2 separate regions of the Gossypium hirsutum genome follow, and region 2 is linked to region 1. A link is a contact called in public Hi-C data. All regions are on one chromosome and are shown on one strand. The core of a region is the stretch at or near the end of the contact, and the rest is flanking DNA. Distances in the headings are between cores, read along the strand shown. Region 1 has its middle 32 kb from the start of LOC121205336. Region 2 holds the start of LOC107926888 (E3 ubiquitin-protein ligase RFI2).

Evidence for each region. Hi-C and Micro-C count contacts between places; a contact is called where the count stands out from the background.
Region 2: a contact with region 1 is called in a Hi-C map of leaf, with 3 times the contacts expected there. The contact joins the promoter of LOC107926888 here to the enhancer-like site in region 1. A contact is called at or near these places in 2 of 34 Hi-C or Micro-C datasets (both in leaf).

The regions. Positions count from the first base shown.
Region 1 is chrA08:93,744,979-93,751,787 of Gossypium_hirsutum_v2.1, forward strand. No RefSeq gene overlaps it. Among protein-coding and RNA genes, the nearest start is that of LOC121205336, 32 kb to the right of the region's middle. Within about 2 kb of position 3,648, at least 9 of the 9 cell types and tissues checked have an H3K27ac peak or open chromatin away from gene starts, as enhancers often do. A contact at or near this core is called in leaf, where this site is marked.
Region 2 is chrA08:94,345,137-94,351,945 of Gossypium_hirsutum_v2.1, forward strand. It overlaps LOC107926888 (E3 ubiquitin-protein ligase RFI2), which reads left to right and starts at 4,175. Exons shown (of 6, transcript XM_016857828.2): 1 at 4,175-4,557; 2 at 4,919-5,091; 3 at 5,719-5,777. The coding sequence starts at 4,362. LOC121204554 (a long non-coding RNA gene) reads left to right here and starts at 1,600. Exons shown (of 2, transcript XR_005899601.1): 1 at 1,600-1,717; 2 at 2,070-2,407.

The DNA.
Region 1 (6,809 bases), core at 2,398-4,897:
CCCTAAAGAAGGGTGTGGTGGTGGGATTCCAACTATTTTATTAACGATCTCTTTTGGGATCCACAAACAAAAAAGGTTTAAATTCCATGATCCATCACCTGCAATCATATTACTAAGCCTACAATCCATATTAAGGTTAGAAAAACATGAAATATAAGATAATAAGGGTCCACAATTTGGGATCCAAGGATCAGGCCAACATTGAATATTCTTACCATCACCAACGGACCATAAAAGGTTTTCATAAATAAGGGGCCAAACCTTAGCAATTGATCTCCATAGGAAAGAACAACACCCCCTTGAAATATTTTCAGGTAAACCACTAGGAACTTCGTACTTTGATAGAAGGACACGAACCCACAAAGCATTAATATTAGAGACAATGTTAAAACCAATCTTCATCATGAAAGTGGTGTTATGATCTTTCAGACGCCTTAGACCAAGGCCCCAATGAGCTTTCGGTTGGCACACCGAGTCCCAACTAACCAGTGCTACCTTCGAGTTGCCATTAGAGGATCCCCAAATGAATTTTTGCACAATACATTCGATCTCGTCGCACAGACCTTTAGGAAGCATCATTGTTTGCATAAAGTAACTTGGGATCGAAAGAAGGATAGATTGAGCTAAAGTCACCCTACCGGCCAAGGAAAGCTGCCTGGAGTCCCAACTAGACAACTTGCTGCGCACTTTATCGACCACAAAACGTAGTGTATTATTAGTAACCCTTTCATGGAAAAGGGGAACACCTAAGTAAATCCCCAAATTTTCAACTTCCTGAAATCTAAAAAAACTGCTGATACATTTCCTTGAATTGCTGTCCACACCTTTGGAGAAAAAAATATTCGTCTTCCTTATATTAATTTTGTGTCCCAAGTAGCTACAAAAATCATCAAGAATATTCTTAATGATTTGAGCCTAATGCTCCTCAGCGTGACCGACGAGAATCAATTCACTCGCGAAGAAAAGATGAGAAAGCGGTGGACCATTGCGAGCCAGCTGAATAGGGGTCCAATTACCCGCACCAATAGCAGCATGAATATTGTGACTCAGCCACTCCATGCACAAAATGAATAAGTACGGAGATAAAGGACAGCCTTGTCGAACACCTCTAGCTGGCTTAAATTTCGAAGTTGGAATCCCATTCCACAATACCTGTATAGTAGAAGTGGAAATAGCAGACATAATAACATTACGTAAAAAAATAGGAATACCTGCAGCTTGAAGTGACGAGTCTATGAAATCCCATCGTACTCAATCGTAAGCTTTTTCTAAATCAATTTTGATGGCTATCCACTTTCTATTTTTTTGCATGCTCTTCATAGAGTGTACAACCTCTTGAGCAATGACAATATTATCTGTGATATTCTGTCCTGCTATGAAGCCAATCTGCTCAGGAGCTATAAGTTTTAGGAAAACCACTTTAAAATGATTAGCAATAATCTTCATAACCAGTTTATAAAGAACAGATCACAAACTAATTGGACAAAACTGAGCAAAGCATTCCAGATTTTGGATTTTAGGTAAAAGAACAATAAGCGAATTATTTAACTTCGCATCAATACTTTTACCAGCAAAAATACTCTTAACGCAACTGCAAATGGAAATGCCAACATGGTCCCACTGACTTTGGTAGAAAAGTGCGTGAAAACCATCACTTCCTGAAGCCTTCAGAGGAGCCATGTCAAACAAAGCAACTCTAATTTCTTCATCAAAAACTAGATTATTAAGAAACCTCAAATCCTCATCAGTGAGGGGCGGGAAGGCGCTAGTCGGTAAACCAGTCATTGGTCCAGGATGATCACCATACAAATCTTTAAAGAAATTGACAGCTTCAGTCTTAAGTTGTTCTTCATCCATGATCCATTCCCCCAGCTCGTTTTTTAAAGTAGTGATTAGATTCTGCTTTCTTCTTCTCAAAGTACGGGTATGAAAAAATTTGGTGTTGCGATCTCCTAAGACTAACCAATCACAACGAGCTTTCTGAGGCCAGAGAATTTCCTCATGATACAAAACATTATCCAAATCTTCTCTAACTTCTATTTCAACTTGTCTGAGAAAAGCCGAGTTATTTCTGTTACGTTCGATCTCAATGTTTTGTAGTTTCTTAGTTAAAAACTTCTTTCGGGTAGGAATATGGCCATACACATTTTTATTCCATCTTTTGACTAGATCAGTAAACTCGGAGTGTATCTTCGGCATATCAGTAGAAAGCCTCCAATTTTCTTTAACAAAATTGGAGAACCCAACCTGCTAAAAACCTAAATGAACGCCTTTGCGAGGAAAGAAAGTTAGGCATCAAAGATAGTTTAAGGGGTCTATGATCCGATTTAAGTCGTGGCAAGTAAGTCACAAGAGAACTAGGAAAAAGAGTACACCAAGCGTTATTACAAATAGCCCTATCCAGCCGCTCCATAACCCCCCTCTCTGCCAAGTGAATTGCAGACCTCTAAAGCCTAAATCTTGCAACAAAGCGGAATCCATAAGTTTATCAAAAAATGGGCATTTTTTTCCTAGTGACCGACCCCCTCTCTTCTCGGTAGGAGAAAGAATAACATTAAAGTCACTAATCGCCATCTATAGAGCCCCGTCCGCTGGAATAGTTCTCCACAAAACCTCCCATAAAATTCTTCATTTCTCTGATTCGTACTGGCGTACACAAAAGTAACCAGAAGAGGTTTACTAAAAGAGGTACCAGAATTTCTGACTAACACAAATTGCGAATGATTTTTTAGAATCTCCATACAAATAGATTCTTTCCAACCAATACAAATACCACCTGAAAAACCCACTGCCTCTACTCGATGTGAGTATTGAAAACCAAGTTTCGCAATAATCGAATCAGCTTTTATCCCACTGACCCTCGTTTCCATAAGGCTGATCAAATCGGGTTTATGTTCACGATTATACTCATGAAAAACCCGAATAAGCTTCGAACTAGCACTACCCTGACAATTCCAAGAAAAAATAGTTAAATTCATAACTAAAATATTAAAAAATGAGTACTACCCATTCAAAGGCCAAATGGAAGCTTGATCTCCCTCATTGTTGGTAATGACCGTATCAGAAAGAGCCTCCACTTACTCACCAATAAGCTTTGCCATGGAATTCATAGCATTAGGGAGAGAGACACGGGAATTTCCAGCAATTTTAAAAAGTCCCCTACGTCCACGAATTGTCTTATTTAGAGCTCGACCACTTCGCCCACTTCATTTTTTATTATCAAGACCATGGCCTTTTGAAGGAACGGATAAGATATTCGCATCACTTGGTCCATTATTTGACCCTTTTGTTATGACATGATGATCCGAATTTCCTTTAAAAGTAACAGCCGAAAGTCTTTTGGGATCTAACAAGCTAGAATTTAATACCACCTCAGATTCAAAAGGACCTTCAAATGTAGGATTAAAATGCAGTGAGGAGCTTTTATTTTGTAAAATTGGTGACGGACCCGTCTGTGCTCCGCGGTCTAGAATCCCTGAATCATTTAAATCCTGCTTGTCTATTAAAAATGATTGAGACCCATCAGAATTTAGACTGATATTTTTTCCTAAAATTAAGCCTCCAATCGCCAGACCTTTCCTAGTGTTACCATGTTCAACTTCCAAAAGAACTGGCCCACTAGACTTATCCTTCAGCCCAATACGACTATTATGACCCATTATTTCCTTTCCCATATTATCTTTAGCCCGCTGTCCATAAAAACCCCCAGGCCTATTCTCTTTTAAATTCCTAATAAAATCACCTTTTTTAAAAACAACCTCCTTCAACCCCGAAGTTTCAGCCCGTGACTTTCTAATCCCTGATTTTTCAACCCCCAAATCTGTCAATTGATTATCATCAGAAATTAAAGCCATGAATCTTGACCCATCACGATTTTCTTCCGTTAAACTTGCATGTTGATTCGGCTTTCCGACTGGAGTACGCCTAGATTTGCACTGAACTACCATCCATGGACCAAAAGCGTCAATCACTATCACTGGATCTACGTCCTTGTCCGCCGTCACAGGTACATCTTCCTTCTCTCCTTGTATGCTCTGTTCTGCCAAAAAAGAAGAACAAGAAGTTTTTAAATGACCATATTTTCCATAATGAAAGCATACCGTGGGAAGAGCTTCAAATTCAACTCTTTGGATCCGGCCATTGATCGATACTTGAGAAATAAGTGGCTTATGCAGATCAATCGACACAACCATTCTTGCAAATTGACCCCTAGCCCCACTGTCCGTCTTGAAATCTAACTTCATTACTTGTCTAACTAAGCTCCCTATCTCTTCTAAAATCTTTTTCTTATACAGGAAGCCCAGCAATCCTGGGAAACGAATCCAGGCCGTAACCACATTTGGAAAAGGTTTCAGTGGATCGAATTCAATTGTCCAAGGCTGAACAGTTAGATAGTGACCAAACACTATCCATGGACCTTGAGTCAGAGCCAGGTCATAGTCTACCCTGCATTGGAAACGGACAAGGAAATATCCATTTTTGATATCCATCAGATGAAAAGGTTGAGAGGGTTTCCAAAGGCTAGAAATACGATTGTGTAACGCCCCGTAACCTATGTTCCATCCTAACAGCTTGACAACTACGATAGTCTCCATATCCCTAACTAAAAAATTCCTTATAAGCTCCGAGAAGTCAATGGCAGGGATTCCATTAATGGAGGATCGAAGAATGTCACCTTCTTCAATGACGAAGCCTCCATTAAAAATAACATCACCGGATTCAGAAACATTCCTTCCCATAGGTTTCTTTTTCCAAGAAACTTCTTTGATTGGAATCATGTCAACCACCATATTGTCTATTGAATCTTTTCCCACCTCTTTGAATCTGACCTTTTTGGTGTTGCATTCTTCATCAGTGAATGTTTCGATACAGGTCCGGTCATCAGATGAAACTGTAAAAGCAGAAGCCATAATTTACTTTTTTAGTAAATTTTTTTAATTAAAGTGAGTTTTTTTTTTTAATTTCAAAATATCGCACCAATGAATTTGATAAAAGAATTTTAAGTTAAACGATAACAAGACCTAAAATATTGAAATTATATTTTATTAAGGTTTGTATTTGACCTAAATTGGATTGTTAACTTGCCTATATATAGTTAAACATAGGTTAAGCTTGAGAGCTTTTGGTCAAGCCATTTTTAGGGCTTAGTTTGTAGATTTAAGATTTTAATTTAGTTTATTTCTTTTAAAAATAGTTTTATTTTCTTATTCTTCGACTTGGATTCGATTTGAGCCCATGTCTTCGTTATTTAGTATTTTCATAATCTTCTTTTACATTCCTCTTGCAAAGAAAAATATCTCGACAACTGTTAAAGGCTTTCGCAGATCCAAGCACATCCAGTTTATTAAACGGATCAATTTCTATCCGCCTCTCATTTTAATTTAATTTGTGTGTTTTGCATGATTAATTTAATTATGATGAAGATGGTTATTGAATCAATGAGTGACTAACTCCTTTAGGGAGATTAACAAGTGGATGTGGGAGTGACTAATGGAAAAATGAGGGTTTCCTATACGAATTAGTTGGTATAAATTTATTTGATCTTAAACCCTAAAATTAATTTCCTTAGGAAGTAATCTAGGTTAAATGAAGTCGAGAGATAAGTTAGTTGAGTAAACCGTGAGTTTATCCCGATCAGGAAAGTGAGCCAAAGATAAGTAAGTATTGGATGATTAATTAATTGGTAAAGGTCAAGGGGTAATACTAGTTAGTTAATAACTGATTCACTAATAAAACTCCAGTTCTGAAGTTAATTACAACTACTAAAGCGAGTTAATCTTTTGCTTGTATTTGAGAGTTTTTCATTTTTCAACTTCATTTTAGTAGTTTAGTTTTTATTTTACTATCTTAATCTTTTATATTAACTATTGTAATATGATTTTTAGTAATTATTGTTTAGATATGCTACTGTAGATAATATTTTTAGATTTAATTCAACCTCCCTTGGGTATGATTCTTTGAATACTTCCTACTGTTTTGTTGTAATAAAAAACTATATTACAATTTGACCTGTTCACTTACAGATACTAAACTTATTTTATATATTTTATTTGCACGATTTTTACTCTAAACGTTCGCATGTTTGGAGGTGGCCAATGACCCATACCCTTAAGTCATGTTACAAAATAAGGTTGGAACACATCCATCACAATTACAAGACTAAGAGTAATATGAAACTGATGAATATGCATAAATTAAGGACCCTTTAGTACATGCCACTCGAGGCCAAAATTACAATAAAAGAATATGATACTCTCGGATGATAGCAATAGTGTGGGGTAGTGATATGCAAGGTGAGCCAAGCTTTTGAATCCAATTACCTTCACACAAAGACATCGACAGTTTAAGCATAAAGCTTCGTAAGATAATATGAAAATACTCTTTATACTTACCTTACAAATAGTGGTTTAGATACCGTACAAAAGAGTATTTAAATAGATAGAAATCATAGAAATGACATTTAGTTCACATTTTCATAAATAGAAACCCTTTTTGAAAGAAAACACATACAAATATATATAATAAGTATATATATTCAGTTAACAAATTAACATAACCAAATAATTCAATTCATGAAATCGGGCTAATTTAAATTCAACCCTTAATACGATAAGAAAAACAAAATTTGGATACTTGGGACTAACTAACCAAACACACCATAGTAACATGTCATATCACTAAAGTTCGAAGACTAGAACATAACATATCTGTAACGTACCAAAGTGCTACACTTGAATGTGATTTACGCTCGAAAGCTAAATCACAATTGAAATCACATCTTTTATAAATCAAGCATGCACATCTCATTA
Region 2 (6,809 bases), core at 2,925-5,424, 600 kb after region 1:
ATTAATTAGTGTCTTAGTGTCGAAGATTTGAAAACTTGAAAGAATTTAAAATACGATCCCTCTTTATATTAATGTTGATTTAAAAATGATCGAATAAATTAAAACGGATGTTAAGGACCCTTCTCATCTCGAAGTAATAAAATGTCATGCAAGTAAGTTAGGACACGGCATCTCGAACTTTGAGAATGAGCTTGCTTGTATTTTAACCTTTTTTTTTAAAAAGAATGTTCAGTTATTTAGGGTAAATGAGAAAAGTCGAAACCCAATAAGTTAGGGCACGTTTTCTCGAATTTCTTAATACCGAATATTGGCTTTATTTGCAAAAGCTCTTATCTCGAGGTAACAAGATGTCATATTCAGTAAGTTAGGACACAACACCTTGTATCTTCGCGAGTAAGCATTTATTTTCAAAACTCGTATTTTGATTTAAAAGAATATCCCGTTATTTAGGTTAAATGAGAAAGATCGAAACCCAATAAGTTAGGGCACAATTTTCTCAAAATTCCAAATACGGAGTATCGCTTTTTATGAAAAAGTTATTTTCTTAGGGACGAGGTTAATACAACATAAGTTTGTAATAAAGAATTCATGAATACAAATCTCGGTATTAACGAGCGTAACAGAATGAATATAAACGCAAACATGAATGATAATGATGAAAGCAAAATCAAATAAACGGATAAGCTAAAAGAAAAGAGAAATGGTAAATAAGCTAATAGTATTGGAAAAAAAAATAAAAAAACGTAATAAAAATAAAAAATAGAAGTAAAAATAAAGAAAACTAGTTGTAAATAAATATTATGTAAAGTTATTAAAAAGATTGATAGCAATAGTAATGATAATAATAAACGTGATAAATATTTTAAAGTGCGGAACGATATATAAAACGTATAAATATAAATATGTATAGATAAAGAATATATAGTTTGAGTGAGGAGTAGAAATAATTTAGTATATTTAAAGAGTAATAGGCAAAAAATATAATAGTAATATAATAGTAATAATAGCAATGATAATAATGACAACAATGAGGATAAAAATAACAATACTAATATATTAAGTTACAATAGTAAAATAAAAATGATGATAATGATGATATATTAAATAACAATAGTAAAATAATAAGTAACAATAATAAAGTATAAATAATAATAGTGATGAGAATAATAACGAGTGATAATAATAATAACAGTAACAATAGTAGTAATAATATATTGGTAATACATAATAGAGGGAATAAATATAAGTATAATAATAGTAATAATATTTATAATATATGTATATAAAAAAAAGGTAGTAAAAGGATGTGTACATATATATAATAATAATAATAATAATAATAATAATAATAATAAATAAAAAAACTTGATTACAAAATAATAAAAAGGAGGAAGGACCACGCGCGCAAATTCCCCCTTTTCTAAAAACACGCAGATCCTGCTGACGGGTCAGGTCGAATCGGGTCGGTGCATGGGCAAAGGGATAAAATGGCGTTGTTTTGGCACTGGGGGGTTAAATCCAAAACGGCGCCGTTTCATGGGGCTTATAAAATCAAATTTTTTTTCTAAAAAATTCATTTTTCAAGTGTTCTAAAAAAAAAGGGTTTGAGTGCTCTCCCCCCTCTCTGGGTTAACCCAGAATTCGGCCAAGTGGGGTCGCCAGACTGCCGCCAGGTTGCCGCCGGTCGCCGTCGCCGGCCACCGCGGAATTTCAAAAGGTATTTTTTTCTTTTTTTTTGCTATATTTATATCTAAATATATATATACTGTTTTTGAAAGAAAAAAAGAGAATATGTTTATATGTATATAAAAAAATGAAAATAAAAAGGAAAAAGAAATAAAATCTTAACGCGTTTGAATATTTTTTTCTTCAATACTTGCTGTTTTTCTTTATTCAGATGTGTTTGAAAACCTTTTGCATTTACATTCTTCTCCTTTTTTGTATCCAAAAAAAACCCGAATACATTTGTTTCTTTTTTGGCTTTATAGCCTCTTACAAAAGTTCTTTATTACTATTTGCATTCTACTGTTTCTGCTCTGTCTTGCGTGTCTCTTTTTCTCTGTTTGCAGGTGATGGAACGAGAGCAGGTGGTGGCAGCAGGCTAGGAGGAGGCGTGTGGGCATGCTGGTACGGCGGCTGAACCTAGGGGGCCTAAGGTTTTTTCTTTTTTTGATTTTGTCTGGGCTAGGGTTAGGTTAAACTATTGGGTTTGGGCTTGAATTGGGTATATTAGGTTTTGGGTCTGTTGGTTTAGTTTATTTGAGCTTTTTATTTAATTGTTGGGTTAATTGGTAGGGCTTTTGAGGCTCGGGCAGAATCGGGCTTGTACAATATTACTACTTTATTTTTTATTTGGATATCGTATAATTTTTATTTTATTATTAATTTTGCTAATATTTTAGAGGCATTTGCTTGTTAAGTTTTAACTATTTTAGTATTATTTAAGTATAAAGATTTTCTTAATATATTTTTAATTTGTTCAAAAAAAAATATTTTTTAGTAAATTTGATGTATTATATATATTTTAGTTTATTTTATATAAAAAAATTTAATACAGTCGGACCGACTTCAAATTTAACATTTTTTTATCATAGTCGGGTTTAGATAAAATTTTATTCTCTTTTTCAAGTCGGGTCGAGTTTAAGCCTAAAAAATAAACTTAAAATTTTAAATTGGCCCGACCTAAAGTCAACCCGACCAACCTATAATCAAGCCTAAAGGGGACACATCATAATAATATAATTTAATAATATAAAAATATTAAAAATAAAAGTTGAATAAAATTAACAAGTTGTATTAAACTCGAATTTAACTCAACTTCATAATTATGAAATCGACATGAAATTTTATTAAAGTCAAATTGGAGTATTCTTAATAGGATCCCGAGAGCAAGTGGAAGCGTGGCAGTCTGGAAGCTTCATCAAGGGTAGATGGATTTTGCGGCATCAAGGATCGTCCAAGGACTAATTAAAGAACTTACGGGCCTTAAAAGTTCTAGCCAGCCCATCAACATTTTCATTATCCATTTATCTCTATCTATTTTCAATCTCCAAATCATCAATAACCCTCTTCTTCTGTTATAAAGAAGTGGTTTATAAATCAACCATAGGATTTATACGGTGAATGTGAATCTGCATAAAAAAAAAAAAGAGGAAAAGAAAAAGAGAATTACGTTTAATAAAAAGTGTGAATTAAATTAACATACCGCTGTATTATTACTTTTATATAAATTTTATTTTACATTGATTAATTATAAAGTTTATAAATTTAAAAAGTTCAATTAATCAATTTGAGTTATCAAATTAAATTAATAATTAATTTACCATTAGATTCATAATAGAATATTAAATTAGCAAACTTAGTAGCTTATTGAATTGATATCTTTAATTTTAACCATTGAAAATTATTTCATATGATAAAATATGATTAATAAACTTTTTCACGTAAAATTTAAATATTTTAATTAAGATTATTTTTATGTAATAAATTATAATTAACAGGCTTGCTTATATAAAATAGTAAGAATTTTACTTAGATAATATGTTATTATAAATAAATAATTTAGTAAATAATGTATTTTATACCAATGATTGATTTTTTTTATAAGTGAATTTTTTTTATAGTGAATTAAAATAAAATATAAAAAATTGATTTTACTAAAAACTTGATTATTATAGGGTATAAAAAAATCTAACATAAATGTAAAAATATTTCATCTTTTCATGAGAAAAATAATACTATATGGTTTTTTTTACGTAGTAATACATTTTTAGTGATATTAAATCATGTGACATCCAAATTATAAATTGAAAGAAAAAAATATGAAATCAACATCAAGGTTGAAATTAGGATTTAAAGAATATTAAATCTCCCAATTTAATAATTTATCTATTTTGAAATTTCTTTTAAATTTGAAGTTTAAATTATTTATTTTATTAAAAAATAAAATTATTATAAACATAATAATAAAATTGTTATTATTATTATTATTTTTTGCTGTATGCTAACTCATTATACAACTCAAGGAAGCATTTAATAGTAATAGAGATTAAAGGCAAAAATTGCTGATTTTTTTATTTAATAAAAATACCAACGTTAATGTAATTTAAAAAAAAAAGAAAAAAGAGAGTAAACTTTATATAAAACAAAAAAATCCAGTAAAAGACAACAGAGCGTATAAAACTGTTGAAAGTCCCATCCAAGTAATCTGACAGGTGGGACACCGAAACATCGGATAGATTTCTTCACATCCAAACCAAAACACACAGCAGATTCACAAACCTCCCCATTCACTACAAATTCAAGTTTGGGTTTTCTTTCTTTCTTTTTTGTATGCTTTTTTGATTGTTCAAAGAAAGGGTATGGTGCGCTCCAAAGCCTCTCTACTTGATCTTGATCATGATGATCATCATCAATTGATGGACGGTCCTGATGGGGATGTTGGTGCTGTTCCCCCATCTTCTTCTGATGTCTCTTGCTCGATTTGCCTTGATTTGGTCTCCGATACTGGAGGTAGATCCAGGGCTAAGCTTCTATGTGGTCATCAATTCCATCTAGGTAATTTTAATTTTTTTCTTAATTATGCTGTTTTTTTTTAAAATTGGGGTAAAATGATTTTGTAAGTTCTGTCGCTGCTTATTAACATCTCATCCGTTTTTTTTTTTGGTAAAAAAATCATTTATGCGAATTATTTCTGGCTTTTTATCAATGAAATTATGATGATAGAAGTCTAGTTGAATAATCTTTGTCAGTTTGATATAATTGGTTGCCATTCAAAAAGATGTGTAGCTTTAAGGAAAGTGCCTTAAACAGATGAAGCAAACTTCATGCATTTACTGTTTCTGCTTGAACCATGATTTTATGTGTTCTTGTCATTGTTGGTTTGGGTTATTTCCTGCTACTGGACCCATATTTGCAGATTGCATTGGTTCGGCCTTTAATATGAAGGGGGCGATGCAATGCCCGAATTGCCGAAAGGTAGAAAAAGGTCAGTGGTTGTATGCGAATGGATCCAACCGATCGCTTCCTGAGCTAACCATGGAGGACTGGAATCTTGATGATGATTATTATGAGCCAGTTTATTCTGAAATGGTAAAGCAAATTCCTATGTTTTCTATTTGTTGGTATTGTTGTTTATTAAGCATACATCAATCAGCTTCTGCAATTAGCTTGTTTCTTAACTTGATGTGATGTTATGTTTTCAAACTCTTGACATGCATCTAATGGCATGCCTCAAATTCTAGTCTCTCAGTTCGATATAAATTATGACTTGTCATGTGATATGTGTTATCTTTATGCTACTCTTTGGCTTGGCTCCGTACAAAGGACGGAAAGGAGTATGGATGGAAAATTTATTTATCTGAAGGTTAAAATTCATAATTAGTTTCCTACTTTGTAGCTTAACCATTAGCTTAACAAATTTTCCATCCTATCTCATTTCCATCTTTCATACCAATCAGGGCCTTCATGTCTACGCACTAACATGCATAAATATAAGCTTCAGTGTTCACAGAAAGAAAAGTTTAAAAACCGTGATTCATTTATCTTCTTTCTATTGTTTTCTGTTACAGAACTTGTTGTATAGGTGCCATATGTTTTTCTTCTTTGAATCCACTTTTTGTTAGCTATTATTGAAAGTGTTGGTTAATTCTTGCTTACAATGTGTTCTTCATTTGAGCTTTGTGATCACACTGTCTTAGTACCTTTTTTTTATAGCAGCAATTTAGAGCTCAGTGGTGTCCATATGGCGAATTCACAAGAATCGGTTCATCATCTGAGTAAGCGTTATCTCTCTTTTTGAGGTGTTGGTTTCATTTTGACCATTTTTTCTTGTACTACAATTGCGGGACCGTTTTAAATCATTTTCTCTTGAATTGTGATATGGACACTTTAATTGCAATAGGAGTTTTTAGTTTTATTTATTTATTATATATCAGGTTTTACTAAGAGTTTTAGTTTTACTTATCTATTATATTAGGTTTTTATTTCCTTCATAAACTCTTAAGTTAGGAATTCTATTTTATGTCAATTAGGACTCTTTCCTTTGTCATTAACAGTCTATAAAAGGCTGTCAATATGAAATAAAGAGGAAAGCAATTATTCTATCAAAAGAAACATTATTTTGAGAGGGGGTTCAGTCAATGACGAATCTGCCTTTTGAGTAACCATAGGTCGAAGCAAGAATTCTTTCTCGTCTAGACCTGTGACTAGATCCTACGCCACGGCGCATAACAACTTGGTATCAGAGTTAGCTATCATGGGTGACGAAAAAACTTTGACAGCCAAGCTGGAGGCATTTATGGAACAAATGGCTACAAGGCAACAAGCATTAGAGGAGCAGATGGCGATTTTATCTCTTTCGGTCCAAAAGACAACGAAAGAGAATTTAGAAAAAAAATAATGAAGAACAAGGCAGCAGTGGAGGCAAGAAAAGAAATTCAGATTCACAACACGGTGGGGGCATGGTGCCAAGATACTCCAAGATGGAATTTCCCACTTATGATGGTGTTGGTGATCCTTTAGGATGGTTAAAAAGATGCGAAAATTTTTTTGGTAATCAGCGGACCAACGAAGAAGACAAAGTCGGCTTAGCTTCATTCCATCTCTTAGGAGAAGTACAATTGTGGTTTGATCAAATCGAGGAAGAGGAGGCAAATCTAGATTGGGAGCGCTTTAGAGAGTGTTGTCATGTCAGGTTTGGGCCACCTATGAGTAATAACCCCTTGGGGGAATTTGCAAACTTGAGACAAACTGGACGGTAGAAGAATATCAACGTTAATTTCAATCACTACTGGCTAGGACTACTGATC